Linked DNA regions of Bos taurus: region 2 is linked to region 1. The links are chromatin contacts, called in public Hi-C maps. All regions are on one chromosome and are shown on one strand. The core of a region is the stretch at or near the end of the contact, and the rest is flanking DNA. Distances in the headings are between cores, read along the strand shown. Region 1 holds the start of ALKAL2 (ALK and LTK ligand 2). Region 2 has its middle 52 kb from the start of FAM110C.

The links. Hi-C and Micro-C count contacts between places; a contact is called where the count stands out from the background.
Region 2: a Hi-C map of liver shows a contact between it and region 1, with 2.6 times the contacts expected there. The contact joins the enhancer-like site here to the promoter of ALKAL2 in region 1. A contact is called at or near these places in 2 of 11 Hi-C or Micro-C datasets (liver and skin fibroblasts).

The regions. Positions count from the first base shown.
Region 1 is chr8:112,738,215-112,742,645 of ARS-UCD2.0, reverse strand. It overlaps ALKAL2 (ALK and LTK ligand 2), which reads right to left and starts at 2,555. Exons shown (of 5, transcript XM_024996377.2): 1 at 2,178-2,555; 2 at 781-834; 3 at 614-694. The coding sequence starts at 2,433.
Region 2 is chr8:112,863,287-112,867,717 of ARS-UCD2.0, reverse strand. No RefSeq gene overlaps it. Among named protein-coding and RNA genes, the nearest start is that of FAM110C, 52 kb to the left of the region's middle. Within about 2 kb of position 2,542, at least 9 of the 102 cell types and tissues checked have an H3K27ac peak or open chromatin away from gene starts, as enhancers often do. A contact at or near this core is called in liver, where this site is marked.

The sequences.
Region 1 (4,431 bases), core at 1,306-3,805:
CATCATTGCATGTTTTGTGAAGAGCACAAGGAGCCACTTTTGGGGGAAACGAAATCCATTTTGTTGTAGATAACCCAGAAAGTTACAGCTGAGAGCCACATGAAGAGGGGCACCTGCATTTCTGAATGAATGATGAAACCAAGCAGAAGAGCAAAGTTTTGAAATAGCAGTAAAATTCTTGGGTGATGAGGTTATAATTACTGGTAGAAACAAAAAGTCTCTGGCCAGGGTGGTGGGAATGGTCCAGATCCATCCTTCGATACTTTATACCCTACAGTAGTCACTTTAGCGACTCATTTTAAGCGTCTGCTCCACTGTCAGAGTCGAGTGGATACAAGGACAGGCATGAGGCCAGAATTCGAGAAATGCACGGAGGAGTCCAGCCCATTCCAAGAGTTGATTAATTCCAGCAAATGTAAACTGTGTTCTGTTTGGCACTAGCTGCTGCATGTCGTTATCTTCCTCAATGGTCTGCTCAGCCCAGCCCCTGACTGCAGAGTCAACAGGGAGTAAATACTAGCAAGTCTGGGTGACACAAGGCAGGCGCTGTTCACCCAGGGGGAGGCCCATACTCACGTCTACTCTACGCAGCGATTCAGACGTGGTCACTTACATGCGGGGATGGTGCAGTCTCGGGTGTTGTGGTAAAGTCTGTGGAAGTGTTTGCTGCACTTTGGGCTGAAATACAGAGGGCCTGGAGCGTGCAAGGAGAAACAGATAGTAAGAGCTCCTGGGAGGCCAGTATCTGGGGAGAGGCGAAGGAACGAGGGGCAAGCTTACCTGTAAGATGTTTTAGAAACTTGTCTTTCATCCTTAGATCTCGAGGGACAATTTCTGTTTAAGGGAAAAGAAGTAAATTATTAACTTGACCAAAAGAAGCATTTTCTCATGTGATCTGAAGTGGGTGTTTTAAAATTACAGGATATTCGGCTATAAACAGCAATCATAGCAGCCCCTTGATTGCCATACACGGCGATATGAGGACGGGTGAGTGGGCACATTGTCCTCAAATCAGGTTCACAACACTCCAAGATCTGCTACTAACACCGATCTCCACCATCAGGAGAGAGGCAGGGACCATGAAGTGTGTGTGTGTGTGTGTGTGTGACAGTTATCTTCCAGTGAATAAATCACTCTAGACACTTTGATCTTGAAGACCTAGAAAATCAAATTCAACCGTCTCTCAAAGTTCTAAGAGGAAAACCTGATATCATCCTTCAAACAAACAAAAAAATCTGCCATAGGCGTATTCTTCTAGGTATTCACTTAGAAAAAGGGTGAGGGTCTGTCAATACCACCTGTTGTGAAGGTTGGTATGAATGCATGCAAACAGACGTAACCGGGCAGATGAGCTAAAGTACAGTTCCCAGGGAAAGCTGTGTCTGCACAGTCCCAGCTGGTGTTGGTGACTAGCCTGGCTGACATCCTTTCTGCTTTCAGCTTTGCTTTTGCTCTTTTTAACAGTCATCTGGATTCACTTTTCCTCACCTGATCTGCACTAGTAATGTGATGGCATGTGGTCACACTACCACCAATTCTCATTCAAAGAGGGAAAATTTCCGTAAGAATCTTGCTTGCAAGGTTTAGACATCTCCTAAATGTCAGTCTTCGTTTACAACTAAGTTTAGTCCGTCTATATAAAATTGACCTTATCATATTTGACCTGATTGTGTCATGAAAGCATTAAAAGCTTGCATGCTTTCCTTGGAAATTTCCCAGAGGGCAGCCACTCTGGGAAGGCTCTGCCGTGGGGATGGGGGTGGGGGGTTCTGAAACATTTCTGTCTCAGTTGAAACTGCTTTGCTGAAAATATTTCCATTTCCAAAATAACAGATGACAGTTCCATGCTGAAATTACCGACCCGGGTAACAACTCACACGTCTTAGATGTGGATGAGGGGTAGTTATGTTATCTGCCAGGCATCATTCATGGAATTCCTATCTCCTTTTTTAAATAAAAATATTTCCCAGCTTTAAAAAAAAAAAAAAAAAAACAGTAGAAATGCATTTATATTTTAAAACTACGTATGCGTTCTCAGAGTTCTATCTCCAAGCAAGTCCTGGTTCTTCTAGCGTCCCCTGATACCAGACAGGCAGACCCGGGGGCTCGGCCAGCCCCACAAGCTGGAGGCCTTTGCAGGCGGCGCTCGCCTCCACAGCGGGCGGGCGGGGACTCACCCACTCTCTGCTCCTCTGGGTAAGCGTAGTCCGCGACCTCCCTGCGGTCCAGGGTGTAGTCCTGCCGGCCCGAGAGCTGCAGCCTCTTGGACTCCCCCGAGTGGTACTTCCTGAGCTCCTGGACGATCTCCACGATGAGCCGCAGCAGCGTCTGTCGGTCCGCGGCCTCCCGGGGCTCCGCGCCGCCCCTGCCGGGCCCCGCCGCCCCCAGCACAAGCAGCAGCCCCAGCAGGAGGGGGCGCCCGGGTCCGTGCATTCTGCGCTCGGCCGGGCCGGGTGGGGTCGGTGCGCTCCCGGAGCTCGGCTCGCTGGAGGGACAGGGTGCGCGGAGACCTGGAGAGCCGGTCGGTAGGGAGGGCGGCGAGGCCACTCCCCTCGGACCGCGCGCCCCGGCCCCCGCGCCCCGGAGTCGCCAAGCCGGTGGAGGGGCGCCCCGCGCCGTCCGGACCGGGAAGGCCGCCGCGGGGCCGGGCGGGAGGCTGGGCGGGGTCCCCACGCGGACGCCCCCTCCCCGAGGCCCCTCGCGGCGACGTGGAGAGCGCGCCTTGGGTGCCGCGCGCCCTCCGCGCAGGGCGGCACGCGCCTCGGCCCCGCCGCGGCCCCGAACTTTCCTGGAGATGGCACATTGGCCGGAGCCCCGCAGCGCGGCGCAGCGCCGCAACTTTCTTTCCCCCACGGGCGCCGAGCGGGGGCAGCGGGGGCTCGGGGGCTCGGGCCCAGGCGTCTGCCTCAGGGAACCGCCGCGCACCCCGGCAAGCCGGGGGTGTGGGCGCCCCGCCCGGCGGCCGGGCTCAAGTTTCCAGCAGCGCCTTTGTGTGGCGGTCGCCCCTCTTCCCGGTGTCCCCGATCTCCGCCGAAAAGCCCCGGCGACGAGACCCTCTCCCCAGACGCCCGCTGGGCCCGGTTCTGGAAAACCCCTGGCCCCGGGGAGGGAGCCCGGCTCGTACCTGCCCGGCGCCAGCCGCGGAGCCACCTGTGCGCAGGAACCCGGCCGGGTCGCCCGTCCCCGCGCCCCGCAGCCGTGCGCGTCCTCCGGCGTCCGTCCCCGCGCCCCGGAGCTGGCGCCCGGCTCCCTACTCCATGCCCGGCGGCGCCCGGCCGCGGGGCGCACTGGACGCGCGGGGAAGGGACGCGGCGCCTCGGAGCTGCGGGCGCGGAACTCGCAGTGGCTTGGGGTGCGGGCTGGCGGAGTCCGGCCTCGGACCTCTGGGCGCCTCTTATCCCCGCGGCTGCCGACGTCAGGCGGGTCCCCGAGGGCCCGGCTCCGGTCTTTAATTAGAAGCCGCCGGAGTGTTCGTATCCCCGCGCGGATCTTCGTCAGACACCCCCTTCACCACCCCCATCTCTTCCCCGTCTCCCCACCCCGTCTGCCCCCCCATCGCCCCTCCGCGTCTCCCCCTCCTTCTCCCCGTCTCCCCGCCCCGTCTCCCCACACTCCCCGTCTCCTCCCCTCCACTCCCTCCCCGACCCCCTCCTACACCCCCTCTCCCCACGCACCCGATCCCCCTTTCTCCCGTCTCCTGCATTTCCCTCCCCCACTGCCCACCCTGCACCCCCACCCCGGCGGCCCCCCTCTCCCATCTCCCTCCCCTCCTTGTCCCTCCCCTTCACCTCCCCCCACCCCTTCTCTCCTCCAGTCTATTTCCCTCCGTTCCTGTCACTTATGACAGGATGAGAAGAAACGCCTTTACCAGGAACTCGGATCTGTTTTTGTCTAAATGTAGATCTCGGGCTATTAAAAAAGGAGCTGCCTGATTGCCTCACATTTAATAAGTCAACGAGAGTCTGTGTGTTTTGGGGGATCTGCCGGCGAGGCTGGGGACCACTCCCGGGGGCGAGGTCGCTTCGCCCCAGGCCGGGCCGGGGCGCGGCGGGGAGGGCAGGGTCTGAGTTAGCGCTGGGACCCCCGGACACACCCCCTGGCTGGACCGCGGCGGCGCCGCCACCCTCGCCCGCCCGGCGAGCCCCCGGAGGACGGCGCGCTGGACCCTCGGCCCCGGGCCCTCCGTCCAGGCCCGCGTCCTGCAGAAAGTTTTAGGTTGTAGGCAGGCCCATTTGTGAGAGTTCAGCAGTTTACCTCCTTTAATTTTTCTTCTTGTAAAATGTATTATCAATCAGTTGCGCACTTTCCCATTTTATTGGCTCTTTCTGGGCAAGAGCTGGACTTTCTCCAAACCGGCGATCTGGTTGGGAAAGGTATTCTCGGCGCAATACCGCAGGGAGCGCGGCGGCGGGAATGGAAACCTCGGCCGCG
Region 2 (4,431 bases), core at 1,293-3,792, 130 kb before region 1:
TAAGGACCTCAGGGTTAAATTCTCCAGACAGTAACCTCCGAGTCAGGGACTTAGAAATGATTCATAAACACTATGAAACTGGGCAGTGTAATTTAAAAAACATAAAATATCATTTACAAAGAATTAATAAAATGAGAGCAAAACATTTGCAGTTTGTGAACTTTAAAAAGTTAGAAAGCGATGCTGTCAGCACGTTGGTGATAAACCATGCGTGCTGTTGTTTAGTCACTAAGCCGTGTCTGACCCTTTGATGACCCCATGGAGCCCTTCAGGCTCCTCTGTCCATGGAATCTTTCCAGGCAAGAATACTGGAGTGGGTTGCATTTCTTTCTTCAGAGGATCTTCGCACTCAGGGATCAAACCGCATCTCCTACATTGGCCGGCGGATTCTTTACCACTGAGCCACGAGGGAAGCTCAGTGAACCACACATACACTGGCACTATCTGTCCGATGAGAAAAGCAACAATATAAATTTCAACTATTAGAAAGTTCATAGTCTTTGTCTAATTAACTCCACTTTGCTGTATCCACCCAAAGTAAATGATCACATTTGTTTAGGCACATTTGTATGAAGATATATAAGACAGAAAGTGAAGAAGAAATAAAGTTATTAAAAGCCTCCCAACTAAGAAACTGGTTTAAATAAAGCATATGTTTTGGTTAGATGAGATGGGATATAGCCAATGAATGTCTAGTATTTTTATATATAAGAGGTATGTAGAGCATAATGTTTAAACCAGAAAACAGGAGACAAAGCAGCCTGAAACCTTATCTGGGAGAAATCCTGCCAGCTGCTGACAGCAACTACTCCTCAGCGCAGGGCTGTCACCCCCTTGCTCCTGCCCTGGCTGAGGATGCTGCCGGCTCTGGCCTGGGCATTCTCGTTGAAGGAGCTCCCCCAACCCCCGCCAAGTCCAGGAGGGCAGGAAGCAAAGGGGTACGCCCTCCTCCTTCTGCCTTGGCTTCTGTCCAGACCTTCAACAGACGAGACGATGCCCACTGTGGGGGGAGGGCCGTCTGCATGGCTGATTCCACTGATTCAAGTGCTACCTGCATCCAGAAACACCCTCACAGACACGCCCAGAAATAACCCTTACTCTGGACACTTTTAGGCCTCAAGTTGACACATAAAAGTAAGCACCACAGTGTTATTGACCAGAGAAACATTAGCCAGATATTATATGAAAGCAAGTGTGGGAAGCAAAACCATGCAAGTTCAGTTTATATCAGGAAAAGTTGCAAAAGTTAACCTAACAACTGTCAAAAGATTGAGTGCTTTGCTCCCTGGGCAGAAGTTATTTCAGTTGGATAAACTGAAAGGGGAAAAAAAAGGCCATTGGCATGACAAATAGAGATAAAAAACACAAACTATAATTGATAGTAGCTATAGAAATGGAGCTACTATTTAGTTATATTTTCTACCGGCTCCAATACGGGAATGAAGTTTGGAGGACAGCATCCATAAAGGCGCACAAGAGCGAGGCTATCGCTGTAACGGGTCAGGTTCACGTGATCCCAGGGTATGGGCAGGAGGCAGGAGGACCACCCTGAGACAAAATATAATTTGGACCACAGTTTAAGGAGAAAGGTGCCACCAGCATCTGAGCTCCAAGAAGTCCTCTGAGGAGCACCCTCCCAGGAGCCCAGGGCAGCCGGCCCTCTCCTGTCCCGTGAGGGGCCAGCACGTGGGGGTCACAGGTCCGGGAGCGAGGCGATGCCCCGGAGGAGGACCAGGATCCTGTGGGGCTTCCCTGGGGTGCACACGAGGCCGGTGCCCTGGTGCAGAAGATGAAAATAAACTTGTGAACTGGAATTTTCCACATCCCGGCACGTGGGAGCTTCCACTGGATATAATTTGACTTCTAAAAAGAAAGATATGTGGTCCTCTTGCCTCTAAACTTTGAGGAATAGGTAATGATCACGGCCTGAATGCTCTCGATGCTGAGATCCTTTTAACTGAACAGTCACCACCCATGAGTTGATACTTCTTCCTAGTGACCAGAGACCTCACTGCATCAACTGTCATGCACATCTCGACTTCAGGAATATTAAAACATGAAAAAGCATGCCAGGAATGGAGGAAACACAATGGTTAAACAGGAATTTAAATATAAAATTTAGACCAATACAATATTATAAAGCTAAAAAATAAAATTAAAATTAAAAATAAATAAATAAAATTTAGACCTTAAGAAGCTCCTTGGAATTCTCTCAACACATTTTGAAAACTACTCTGATAACATCAAAGGTATTCAACCTCTCAGGTATCACTAATCTAATCAAATAATTTACCTCTATGTGGGCACCTATTTGGGTAAGAGTTGGACAGACTTGGTAACTAACACCTTCACTTTTCACATGGCAACCCACTCCAGTCTTCTTGCCTGGAGAGTCCCATGGACCGAGGAGCCTGGCGGGCTGTGGTCCCTAAGGTCATAAAGAGTCAGACAGGACTACAGCGACTCAGCACACAGCATGCGCAGGAACGTGTTTCCCCGGAGGCGGGGGCCGCTGATAAGCGTCCTAGAGTCTTCGCTACGGACTGGACGTCGGCCACAAGGGGGCGGCGTGAGAATGGTAGGGACGCGGCCCAGAACAGAGGCCCCTGGGCACCCCTTGCCGAGCGCGGGGACTTGGCCACACAGACTCCTCTCAAATCTACCTGCTACATTCCGACGAAAGAGAAGAAGCGCGAATGTGTGCTCAGTGGGCGAGGCCGACGCTCACAAGTAGCCTTGGCCAAGAAATTCAGGATGGAAGAGAAAGAACGTTCAGCTACAGAATATAAAATCAGGCACCCATTTCAATTCCACTTGAAAATTTTCTAAGGCTCAGTTTATGCCTCTGGGAAAGGGTGACAGTGAGAGTCACCACCTTCTCCTTGTTTTCCTTAAGAATTCCCCGTTCCTTCCTTGTTCCCAGCCAGATGCTCAGGTGTCTTGTTCAGTCGCTCAGTCGTGTCTGACTCTTTGTGACCCCATGGACTGCAGCACCCCAGGCTTCCCTGTCCTTCACCATCTCCCAGAGCTTGCTCAAACTCAGGTCCATAGAGTTGGTGATGCCAGGTCATTTGTCTTAACCAAATGTTTCATGAAAACCAATAAAGACATTTAGAATTCCCAAATAATATATGTTATATGTTTTGCAAAGTACAATATCTTTATCTGGGGAAAAATTTATATAGAGAAAAGAATAAATTTTTTTTCTCAAATAAAATTTGGTTACACCTTAAGTAGGGCATTAAAGAGTAGTTAAGTAATTTTTTCCAAGAAAACCCTATATCAAAATTTGATTTGTATTTTCTGAGGGTAAACAATATGACACAGGATTTGGCATAATATATTTGAAACAAAGCCGAAGCTAAATAATCAACTCTTCTCTTATCACCACTTTCAGGAAACAGAAAAAGTTGGTGCCTTAAAATGTTAGAATTGTCCCAAAAGTTAAGTTACTGCACGTGTTCTCAAGTTTTACTGTCAGAGGAGAAACCTTCCAGCTTAAAGATGAGAACCAAGTATCCCCCTTATTGCCCTTTGCTTCCAGGAAAGCAGCGTCATTACAGTGTCTCTTTCACAGCAGGTGCCCTGAAGCTCACACAAAGTGAAGGGAACCACAACCCACATACATGGGAGGACCTCTGGACACTGAGACTCAGGGCATCCAGAGCAGAAAAGAGACACCCCTCTGCAAACAGAGGGTTTTATGAAAACCTGCGCCTGGAACGGGACCCGCCTCAACCCTCCCTGCGAGCCTGTCCTCCCTGCCACCAGTGAGCAAAGCACCAGCATGCATGCACCCTGCTCCCAAGAGGAGATGGGGGACTTTACTCTAGAGAAACGAAGAAGTCTACACATCACTTTCTAATGTTTGGGAAATTTCAGCTTAGTGAGCACTCCCTATCAAATTTCCCCAAAGCAAGCCCCTTACTAAAGACAGACTTTACTAATGACAGTGTAGAGTCTGTTCACCTTTTTGATGTGACAATGTTAAGTTTGAACAGGAAATAAAGGATCACCAGACATTTAAGGGAAAGCATCTCAAGGCAAAAAGAAAGATGAAAGTAAACAAGCAGATATGCTTCTTCTTGAGAAACTAACCCTCAGCAAAATGAGACATGAAAAACACTTTTACGTTGCTCATCCAATGGCGTGTTTAGGTCTTAGCCAAGCAAATGTACCACTTTGCTATATTTTTAATTAGTAGGATAAACCACACGAAAGTGACTTTCTTATAGGTGAAATAGTCTAATACTAGCAACTTCACACATAATAATTTCTTTAAATAGAAAGGATAAAATTAGTTCAATATCCAGGTCAACAATCAAGGAAGAAGCAAGGAGTGGAGGATTTTATAATTAAGTGAAGATACAATTGCACTGATTTCACTTGCTAGCAAAGTAATGCTCAAAATCCTTCAAGCTAAGGCTTCAG